Regions from separate parts of the Sminthopsis crassicaudata genome. Here region 2 is linked to region 1. Evidence: chromatin contacts called from public Hi-C data. All regions are on one chromosome and are shown on one strand. The core of a region is the stretch at or near the end of the contact, and the rest is flanking DNA. Distances in the headings are between cores, read along the strand shown.

Region 1 (4,776 bases), core at 2,006-4,505:
TACATGACAGAACATATATACTCTAACCAACTGCTTACTGTTTCACAGGAGGTAAGAAAGGAGAAAAATGTGGAATTCAAAATTATTTAAAAAAAAAAAAGAATGCTAAAAATTGTCTTTATGTGTAATTTGGGAAAAATTAAATATTTTAAAAAATAATCTCTTTAGTGGACTTATGTTATAGTTAATAAAGCCAAAGAAAGGCCTTTACTAAGTATGTCTCTTTATGTGCATATATGCAAGTATACACACACACACACACACACACACATATATATATATATATATATAAAATAATGCTTTTTATTCTTGACATTTCACTGTTCTGTACAAGTCTGATTTTTTTAAACTGACAAAATCTAATAAACATGATGAGGAAATGCATCATGCTTATAGATGAAAGAGATTTAATTAAATATGAAATTCTGGTCAAATCATTAAAAAATATATCAAAACCATCCTTGAGACTTGTGCTAAAAAAGACCATACTCAGGTAGTTAACCTGGCATCCTCACTGACTGAGGAAGATCAGGAAGAACTTCAGGTGTTCTCTGATATCTCACGGGTAGAAAATGATTGACAATTTAGATAAGAATTTCATTCACTTCAATCAATTAGAGTTGTCTTCAATGACTAATTTTATTGCAGCTAGGAAGGATAGACATCTACTCCATGGTAAATATGGTGCTAAGTGCTTTTTTTCAAATAACATCTAGTTGAACCTCCCAACACAGCTGGGAGGTAGATAACAATTATTATCCTCATTTTATAGTTGAGGAACTGAGGAAATCAGAAATTAAGTGACTAGCCTAGTGTCCTGTGGACTGCATCTGAGAAGCATCTGACCAGACCCAGCTTTCTTTTTCAAAATTTATCATTTTTTTTTTAACTAAAGCCTTTTATTTTCAAAATAAATACATGGATAATTTTCAACATTCATTCTTAAACATGTGCAATTCTTCTGTACATATTTCCACAATTATCATGCTGCACAAGTAAAATCAGATCAAAAAGGAGAAAAATGAGAAAGAAAACAAAATGTAAGCAAACTACAACAAAAAGAGTGAAAATACTATGTTGTGATCCACTCAGTTCCCACAAGCCTCTCTGGGTGCAGATGGCTCTCCATCACAAAACCATTGGAAATCATCTCATTTTTGGAGAGAGCCACGTCCATCAGAATTGATCATCATATAATCTTGCTGTTGCCTGTACAAGGATCTCCTGGTTCCTTTGGATCAAAGGGTGTGCCCAATTTGATAGCTTTGGGCATAATTCCAGATTGTTCTCCAGAATAGTAGGGTCAGTTCACAACTCCACCAACAATGCATCAGTGTCCAGTTTTCCCACAGCCCTTCCAACTTTTTTTTTCTAATTTGCTTATCATGTCACTCTTTATGTCATGAACCCATTTCGACCTCATCTTGGTAGTCAGTGTTAGGTGTGGATCAATGCCTCCTTTCTGCCATACTCATTTCCAATTTTCCCAGCGATTTTTCAGACCCAGCTTTCTATCCATTTTACCAATTGCTGAATGAGCTGAGTATTTTTTCCCTAATCTCCACAGCACTTAGCTTAGCACACAGTAGGTGTTTAATTTTTGTTAACGTTTTGTTTCAATATTAAACCCGCATTACCTGAGTTGGGCGCAGCCTAGAACATTCCTCTTCACATACATTCTGCTTCATTTATATTGCTCTACCAGCTATTTCTCCAAAATGACTCTAAGAAGCAGAATGATGTCTGATGGCAACACTGAGGAAGACGCAGGATCAAGCGCCTCCGGGCGCACACATTACGCTAAGTGCCCTGAAGCCATCAAGCTTCTGCATTGTGCGCGGGGCTGTGCTGGATCTACACAAAATGGTCCGGGGCCTGCCTTCGGAGGGCCTAAAGTGAGGTCTTTATCGGTGTTTTTAGGGGCAATAACAAGGGTTTCCATGCGTGTATCTTTGCTGAGTGAGGCCTTTCCTAAAGCTTTTAGGTTACAGAAGGAGGGAGCCTCCCAAAAGAGAGAGGACGTGCTCTTCTCACGCACCCACAGCACGAGACTATGAAAATTAAGAGGGAGCCGGCGGTCGGGCCTGCAGCCTACACTCGGGCCACGAGGGGGCAGCCTCCGCCTGCCACGCCAGGGAGTGGCGCAGCAATGAGAAGCGCAGGCGCACGGCGTGAGGGAGGGGAGGGCGCGGGGAGAAAGCCTCCGCCGCCGCCGCCAGCATGGCGCATGCTCAGCTTAACAGCGAGCCGGCGGGGCGGGGGGTTTTAGGATCGGAAGTCACCTGAGCCTCTGTCCCAACCCGAGTCCGAGGAGTTGCGCCCACTCCCCAAACCTTCCCCTCCGCCCCCGCCCTATAAGCCGCTCAGTCTGCCTCCCGAGCCCCCGGCCGCAGGGACCCTGCACCGTACCTCACTCACAAGAATCCCCACTCCGCTGCCGGGGCTCAGGACGGCTGGGAGAGTCGGAACGAATCGATGGGTAGCGAACCAGAGCATAGAGTCATCGATTGGATTCTTTTCGCTCTAGGGCGAAACCAATGGAAAGGAGGGGAAAGGAAGCTGGATGAGTCCATTATTCTGTGTATGGGGGGAACCACTTGTCTTAGAAACCCTCGGGGTTTTGCATAGTGCAGAAGAGGGCAGTCATCCAGTCCTTCAGGCCCAACCTAACGACTTTTCTCAGCCCTCTGCCTTCTCGACCTTACTGACGGAGCTGACCACCCCCTCCTAGATAACCCTGCACCTCCCTGAGTGTGGGGAGCTGCTCGCCCTAGGTTTTCCTTCCACCTGAGGAGGACCCCCGCAGCGTGCAGCTGAAATGAACACGTGACCTCGGCCTAACTGGGGCTGGACCACTTCCACCACAAACTTATGTCATCCAATCTTAACGGGTTCTTTACGCTTCTGCTCCTCCCTGACTGGTTCCAGCTCTCCCGCGCCGCGAAGGCTCCAGACTCTTCTCCTCCCACTGCGGCTTTCTCTGTCGGCCCTTCCTCGTTTCCCTCCCCCCGAGCCAAGGCCCTGCTTTAATGGGGAAATTAAATTGAAGCAATATGTCACTGGCTCCCTCTTCTCCTGTCTACATCTCAGCCCGTACTATCATCTCCCGCCCTCCCCGCTCCTCTTCTCCCCTGCCAGTCTCAGATGGTCAGCGCCTCCTCAGGCACTCTCGGTTCCTCCCAGATCCCCCTCGCTACCATCTCCTCAAACCTCTGTTCTTTGTCCGGCGCGCATTTATCAAGTGCTCACTACGCGCCAGGCAAAACGCAGATTCCAGCGCGCTTTAACTGCTAAACACGATGGCTTTTTTCTATCCTTCCTGACATCTCTGTCCTTCAGGACATCCTCTGCTTCTCGTGGAGCTGAGACGCTTCCCTCTCCCGATTCCCCTGTGGCCTGGCTCCTGTTTCTAACTGGCCTCGGCCTTCTCTCTATGATACCTCTCTTAATGGAAGCTCCCCCCTCCTCCCTCCTCCCTCTCTTTTCCTCCTCCTCTCCACCACCTTCCTCGCTCCTCTCTCTCCATATAGATACACACCACAATTATACATAATACACCCATTGGTATATACATATATACGTACGATTTCTAATTTCCTTTTTTAAAATAGGAGCTTCTTGAGAACTGGGATCTGGGTTTTTTCTCCTTTGTCCCGGGGGCTTGGTACAGTATCTGTGGAATAGATGTTGGCGGACTAATATCTTTCACTAATAATCTTCAAGTCCTATGACCCACTAATTGCCCGCTGAGCCTCTTCACTCTCTTAATTTAATTTGATTTTTAATATAAACTATCTTTTTTCTGGTTACACATGTACATTAATTTTTAATACACATTTCTTTATCAATCACGTTGGAAAAAAAATTAAAACAAAAGGGAAAAACCACAGAGGAAAAAAGGAAAGAAAAAAGGGAGCATGGCAGGTGATGCTTTACATTCCTTCTCCACAGTTCTCCCTCCGGATGCAGAGGGCTTTTCTATCCAGTTTATTGGCATTGCCACAGCTGACCATTGCACCTCCTGCTGTCACTTGTAGTCCTGATCCTCCTCTCTGATCCTCTTCGCTCTGTTCCTTGGGTGCTGCCCCTTCCTCCATCTCAGATTCAACATGAACAGTGCATCAGAACTGAAGTCTGCAGCTTTTCGCTCCCGGCTTCAAACTTTTGCGGTGGTTGTTTAGTGGTGTCCAACTTAGCATGGCCTCATTCAGAATTTTCTTGGCAAAGATATTGAAGTACTTTGTCATTTCCTTCTTCAATTCATGTTTACAGATGAGGAGACTGAGACAAGGAGGGTCTTGCCCAGGGCCACAGATTTGAACTCAGGAAAATGAGTCTTCCTGATTACAGGATAGGCACTCCAAGTACTGCATCACTAAAGCTACCCTCGATACAGATTTCTTATCTCTATTAAGAGAACCACCATTCAGTTGTTTTTCTTCCCCCAATCCGTGTTGTTGGTTCTGTCTCCACATACAAGGTTTCTAGAATCCATTCACTCCTCTGGCTACCTCCCCAGTTCAGACTTCTACGATACTCTCCCAATAGGTCTCCCTGCTTTCATTTGTTCCTCTCCATGCCATCTGCCACAAATAGCCATTCAAAAATTCTTCCTAATGCCTGAGCTGTCGTTTTTTGTTCAAAAGTTCCCAAGTGGCTGCCTGTTTCCCCCAGGATGAGACAAAAGTTTCTTCACCTGCAATTTGAGGCTCTCCCCAACTAGTTCCAAAGTGCCCTTCCATCCTTATTTTACCTTTTCCCCTTTGTGTTAACAAC
Region 2 (4,876 bases), core at 1,514-4,013, 140 kb after region 1:
AAAGTATTACTTGTGGAAAATATGGAGATGATAATATTTATGCTACCTACCTCACTAGGCTGCTGGGAGCAAAACTATGAGTTATTAAAATTAGAAAAGCAAGGGGCAAAGTAGATGGGGGAAAAGGCTAAACAATTAAGCATGAAGAGAACTGGATATTGGGAAAGTATTAAGGACTTGCTGGATATAAAGCAGGGGAAGACCAAATGGACAGAACTCACATTCTAAGACATTACAATAGGCAACTGGTGGTCACAGCCTTAGTTGCCAAATCCTCTGCACATTTGAGAAGGAAATGATTTAACTGATTTTGTAAAACATTAGGTTCTGAAATAAAGGTGTGTGGGAATCTGTGGGAGGGAGGAAATAAATTCATTCCTGACTACAGAAAAAGCACTAACCTAAGAACAGTTCCAAATGGAGAGGCTCCTTTTAAAGTGAAATTTCAGCTTCAACAGACCTTCGGCATAAATGTGACTATGTATCCTCAGCACTGTCCTGCAAAATTTCCTTTAAAATGCAACAAAAATTGTAAAGGTTATAATTATAATACTAAGGATTCCCTTTGAGTTTCCTGGTACTTTTCTTTTCTTTCCTTTTTTTTTTTTTTTAATTATTTTTTAAATTTTTATTTAATGACTTTTTTATGTCAAAAATGAGAAATGCAAAATGAGAAATTAAAAAAAAAAAGAAAAAAGAAAAAAACATTCCTTTGTATACAAACAGAGAAGATTCCAAGATTTTGAACTCTAATATTACTGCTATTGGGAAGTGACTAACATGTACTTTACTGGTATTTCTTACATTGTAGGGTGAGCTGTCTTTTCTAGAAATGTTACATTTGCATATTTATTATCTGCCACTATTTTTGGCCTCTGAGTTGTTAGAATATAGGTGTATAGGAGTTTCAGGGGCAATGTTTTAAAATCAATCCTTTTTGGCAGAAAGGAATTCAAAGGGAATAGGAAGTAGGAAGCCTCTCTTTAAAAGAAAAGAAGGTTGTTTTGGACAGATGCTCAGGACTTGAAAGAATACCAGGACTGAATTACAAAACATCTGAGGAAATTGTAATTTTTATTGAAGAATCATCTTTTTGAGCTAGGAAGGAGCAACTACGGGCAACAGAGGTTGGACATGGAGGAAGACAAAAAAGAGAAGTCAGAAGGATGAGTACCACACATTGCAGAAAAAGGAGAAGTGAAATTTCCCAGAAGTTTATTCTATGAAGAGAGAGAATCACACACCATTAATTCCCAACACAATTACTTCATTACACTGCCGTGAGGGTACAGAGAGAAGAGTGCAACTTGAGAAATGGGAAAGAAGCATTCCCTAAGCTCCAACACAGGAAGCACATTCAAATCTGAAAGTGACAAGACTAATATCTACACCTCTGGGAAAGTATCAAGGTTAGGTCCCTCAGTATACACCCTGGCCTGCCATTTCCTTCTCCCTACATGCCTTGGGCCAGACATAGATACAAATTTACACATACTTTGGCAATCACTTAGACTCCAGTCAATTTAACATCCCGGATATAATCTGTAGCAAGGGCTCTTGACATTTCATCCAGACAGCCCAGATCACAAAACTTATAGATACTATGTAACTTCAAGCTAACACAGAAAAGATTCCTTTTCTCCATTCCCAAGTGGGAGAGTGAATGACTCTCCTAATTTCCATTTGTCGTTACCTGGAGTTCAGCTTCCAGCCTATAAGGATCTTTATTTATATACCCCCCCCCCTCAACCCCTTACAGTAGCTCTAACCCCCATCCCACCCAGCCTGTGTAACGCAGAAGTACTTATCCTCCCCTCTCCAGTCCCGGCTCCTTCCTTCCGTGAAGACAAGGACCATCTCCTTTCTTTATCCAACTATAACTCCGACCCTGTGTCTCCCCAGCAAGAAACTACAACAGCATCTCTTCCCCAGCCGTGATCGGTTCTGACAACAATGCTTGACTCCCCTTACCACGTCGGAAACAACTCTAACCCATCCCTCGGCCCGCGAGGGTCCTACAGGTTGGGACCGTCCCCAAGTCTGCGATGACCCCACCCCCCCAACACCCAGACTCCAGGCCATAAACCCAGTTTCCTCTATCCAGTGAGTGACGGCCCAGGAGATTCTGACCACCCCCACCCCCAGTCTTGATGGACGTGACAGCGCCCATCTCTTCCCAGGCTTGGACGACCAGGTCCAACAACACAGCTACAGGCTGCCAGACGCCCCTTCCCCCGGCCCCGATCACCCCCAATTCCCTTTCTCCTAATGTAACAGTTAAGGACGACCACCAAGTCCTCGGGGACCTGGTAGTCCATTAACGCCAAAGCTTTCCAGCCCTCCTTGCGCTGCCCCGCGGGGACTCACCAGTCAGCTGCTGCCCAAAAACAGAGGCGGAGGAATAAGCCCCTTCCTCCGAGCACATAGTGACCCCCTCGGTCCTCCTCCACCTCTTGCCGGGAAGGGGGCGGGGTGCGCGAAGCCGGAACCGCGCGGAAAACACATTCTCTGGGACTTGTAGTCCTTCCACCTCATAGATTTCGGCAGCCACTTGGCGAGGAATCCTTAAAGAAAACTACAATTCCCAGCGGCTCGCGCATAGCCAGCCCTGATTGGAAACAGCAAAATCACTCTATGTTACAACTTGGATTTTTATTGGCTTTGGTTCACCGGCCATCCTGATCAGACCCAATAGTAGGACGAAGTTTCGGTTCTTACGGCTGGAAGTGGCCCCGCTGAGAAGGCACGTTAGCTATCGCCAGATTGGTGAACTAGAGCCGAAACGACTGCCTGAGCAACTGAAAGCTGCGGAAACTACGGGATGGAAAGCTAAGGGTCATCGGTGGGCGGGTACTTCCTGTAGAGGTAGTCCAATCGCAGAGCCAGAGAATTAGTTCCCTATAAAAGCCAGAAGAGGCGGGCTTCTCATTCTTTTTCTGGCTTGCACGCTTTCTGGTAGCACCTGGGAGTTGTGAGGGTGTGCTGTGATTGGATCCCGCTTTGTTGGATCCCCTTAGCTTCGAGTTCGAGGCAGCGACCGACATTCCTCTTTCATCCTGCTGTAATACCTGGGAATTAACAACCGAAACGCCCCAGTGGAACCTTCCTGCGGCGCCACCAGAAGGTAGAGGTGAGCGGGGCCTATGGCCGGCCCGGCCTTCGCTTATTCTATGTTGTTCAGTTACACTGAATTAGTCGAACCACGTGGGCGGGTCCCCACATGAACGAATTTTAAAAGCGCTTGTTTAGGCCGTTTTGTCCCATTTACAGATGAGGAAATTGAGGTCTGGAGAAGGATACAAGACCTATCCAAGGTCAAAGTTAGGAAGAGCCACTTTTGCTTTTCAGGCTGCTTGTGAAACTTAAAGGAAGAAACTGAAACACCCCCTATCCCCGGGAGATTTTTGTCAGCTCTCTGGGAGATCTGGTCAACTTGGAGATTAAGGTCGGCTACTGATCGGCTAGGAAAGCCGAGGCAAGTTATCCTTTCAGTATACCGATCTTAAGCTCTGAGAACGGACAAGAACGCCCCTTATATCATACTTCCCCTTAGGCTGTGGGCAAGCCTCGGAGTCCGAGAGCCAGGTGTTAATGGTCACAGGTCTCAGGGTAAATCCCCCTTGCTCCAGCAACTGGACACGCTGTGAACGCTGTCTTTGGCGTCTCTTTTGCATCTCTAGTACTTCAGCACGGTGCCTGGCACATAGTAGGCACTTTAGTAGTTGTGTATTTACTGCTATGACCAGGGATTCTTGGTGTCCCGGTAACGACTTCCTGGTTGGGGAAATGAGTCTGGTACTGGAATCCAGTCTGGGACTTGAATAGTTCCTGTAATTGACTAAGTTCTTAGAAAAGAGTGCCGCTCATTTGCTGCCATCTAGTGAGAGAGCACTGGAAGAATTGTTTTGAAAAGAAAGTTTAAGGATATCGTCTTTCAAGTTGTAAATTATCAGTTAATCTGATCTCTGGTAAATCCCACAAGTTCCGTGGTTGTTAGTGAAAGCCTTTTTCCTCTCCAAAATTGAGCATCTGTAATAAAATAGACCTGACTTTTAATTACGTTGAGTCATTTGTCACTTCTCTGTTGCCGATGATGAAATATACATTTCTGACACCTCGTATGAGTATTGCCAATGTCAATATCTGATTATGTTTAAGATCTGAGGCTGCAATTTATTGTCTTATGGGGAATTGCAATTATTCAGAGTTTTATTCGGGTGTATTGTAGATAATAACTGCACTGTTTAAACTTTTAGGTGTGCCCTGTGCTGTGGATGGACATAACCACCAAACAGGTGAGATTTATACATGTTTTTATAGTCTGAGCCAGTGATGAGACATTTCCATTTCTGACACCTCGTATGAAAACTGCATATGCAGTTTGATTATATAGCAAAGCTGAGGCTCAATAAAGATTAATTGAACATGAATTGAAATTTGGGTGACAGGAAGTCACCAGTTTTCTCAAGAATCATTCTTTCTAAATATATTGGGGGGGGTCTTTTGTTTTTAGATTTCATGATGAGTACAAGCTACAACAATTTTTCCCGTGTGCATTTCTGTTATGGGTAAGTTAAAGATTTGGGGGGAGGGCTTGAAGATTACCGCAGTCTGCCTGTAATAAAAAGGCAGTTTGGATTATGGATGGCAAGAGTCTGGGTGTGACCAGTAGCTTACAGTTAAGTGGTCATTCACTATATAAAATTTTCAGACCTGTATATCTTTTTTTTTTCCCCTGAGGCTGGGGTTAAGTGACTTGCCCAGGGTCACACAGCTAGGAAGTGTTAAGTGTCTGAGACCAGATTTGTCCTCCTGAATTCAAGGCTGGTGCTCTATCCACTGTGCCGCCTAGTTGCCCCCCCAGACCTGTATATCT

What was found. A called contact is a pair of places that touch in the nucleus more often than the background predicts.
Region 2: a Hi-C map of hippocampus shows a contact between it and region 1, with 3 times the contacts expected there. The contact joins the promoter of PKD1 here to the promoter of MLST8 in region 1. A contact is called at or near these places in 2 of 2 Hi-C or Micro-C datasets (fibroblasts and hippocampus).

The regions. Positions count from the first base shown.
Region 1 is chr1:388,423,776-388,428,551 of ASM4859323v1, forward strand. It overlaps MLST8 (MTOR associated protein, LST8 homolog), which reads right to left and starts at 3,256. Exons shown (of 10, transcript XM_074279509.1): 1 at 3,211-3,256; 2 at 2,410-2,523.
Region 2 is chr1:388,563,718-388,568,593 of ASM4859323v1, forward strand. PKD1 (polycystin 1, transient receptor potential channel interacting) reads left to right here and starts at 2,764. Exons shown (of 48, transcript XM_074279523.1): 1 at 2,764-3,124; 2 at 4,257-4,295; 3 at 4,514-4,568. The coding sequence starts at 4,519. TRAF7 (TNF receptor associated factor 7) reads right to left here and starts at 2,608. Exons shown (of 20, transcript XM_074279538.1): 1 at 2,368-2,608. LOC141552357 (small nucleolar RNA SNORD60) reads left to right here and starts at 4,086; the gene lies at 4,086-4,169. It overlaps LOC141552356 (small nucleolar RNA SNORD60), which reads left to right and starts at 4,325; the gene lies at 4,325-4,407.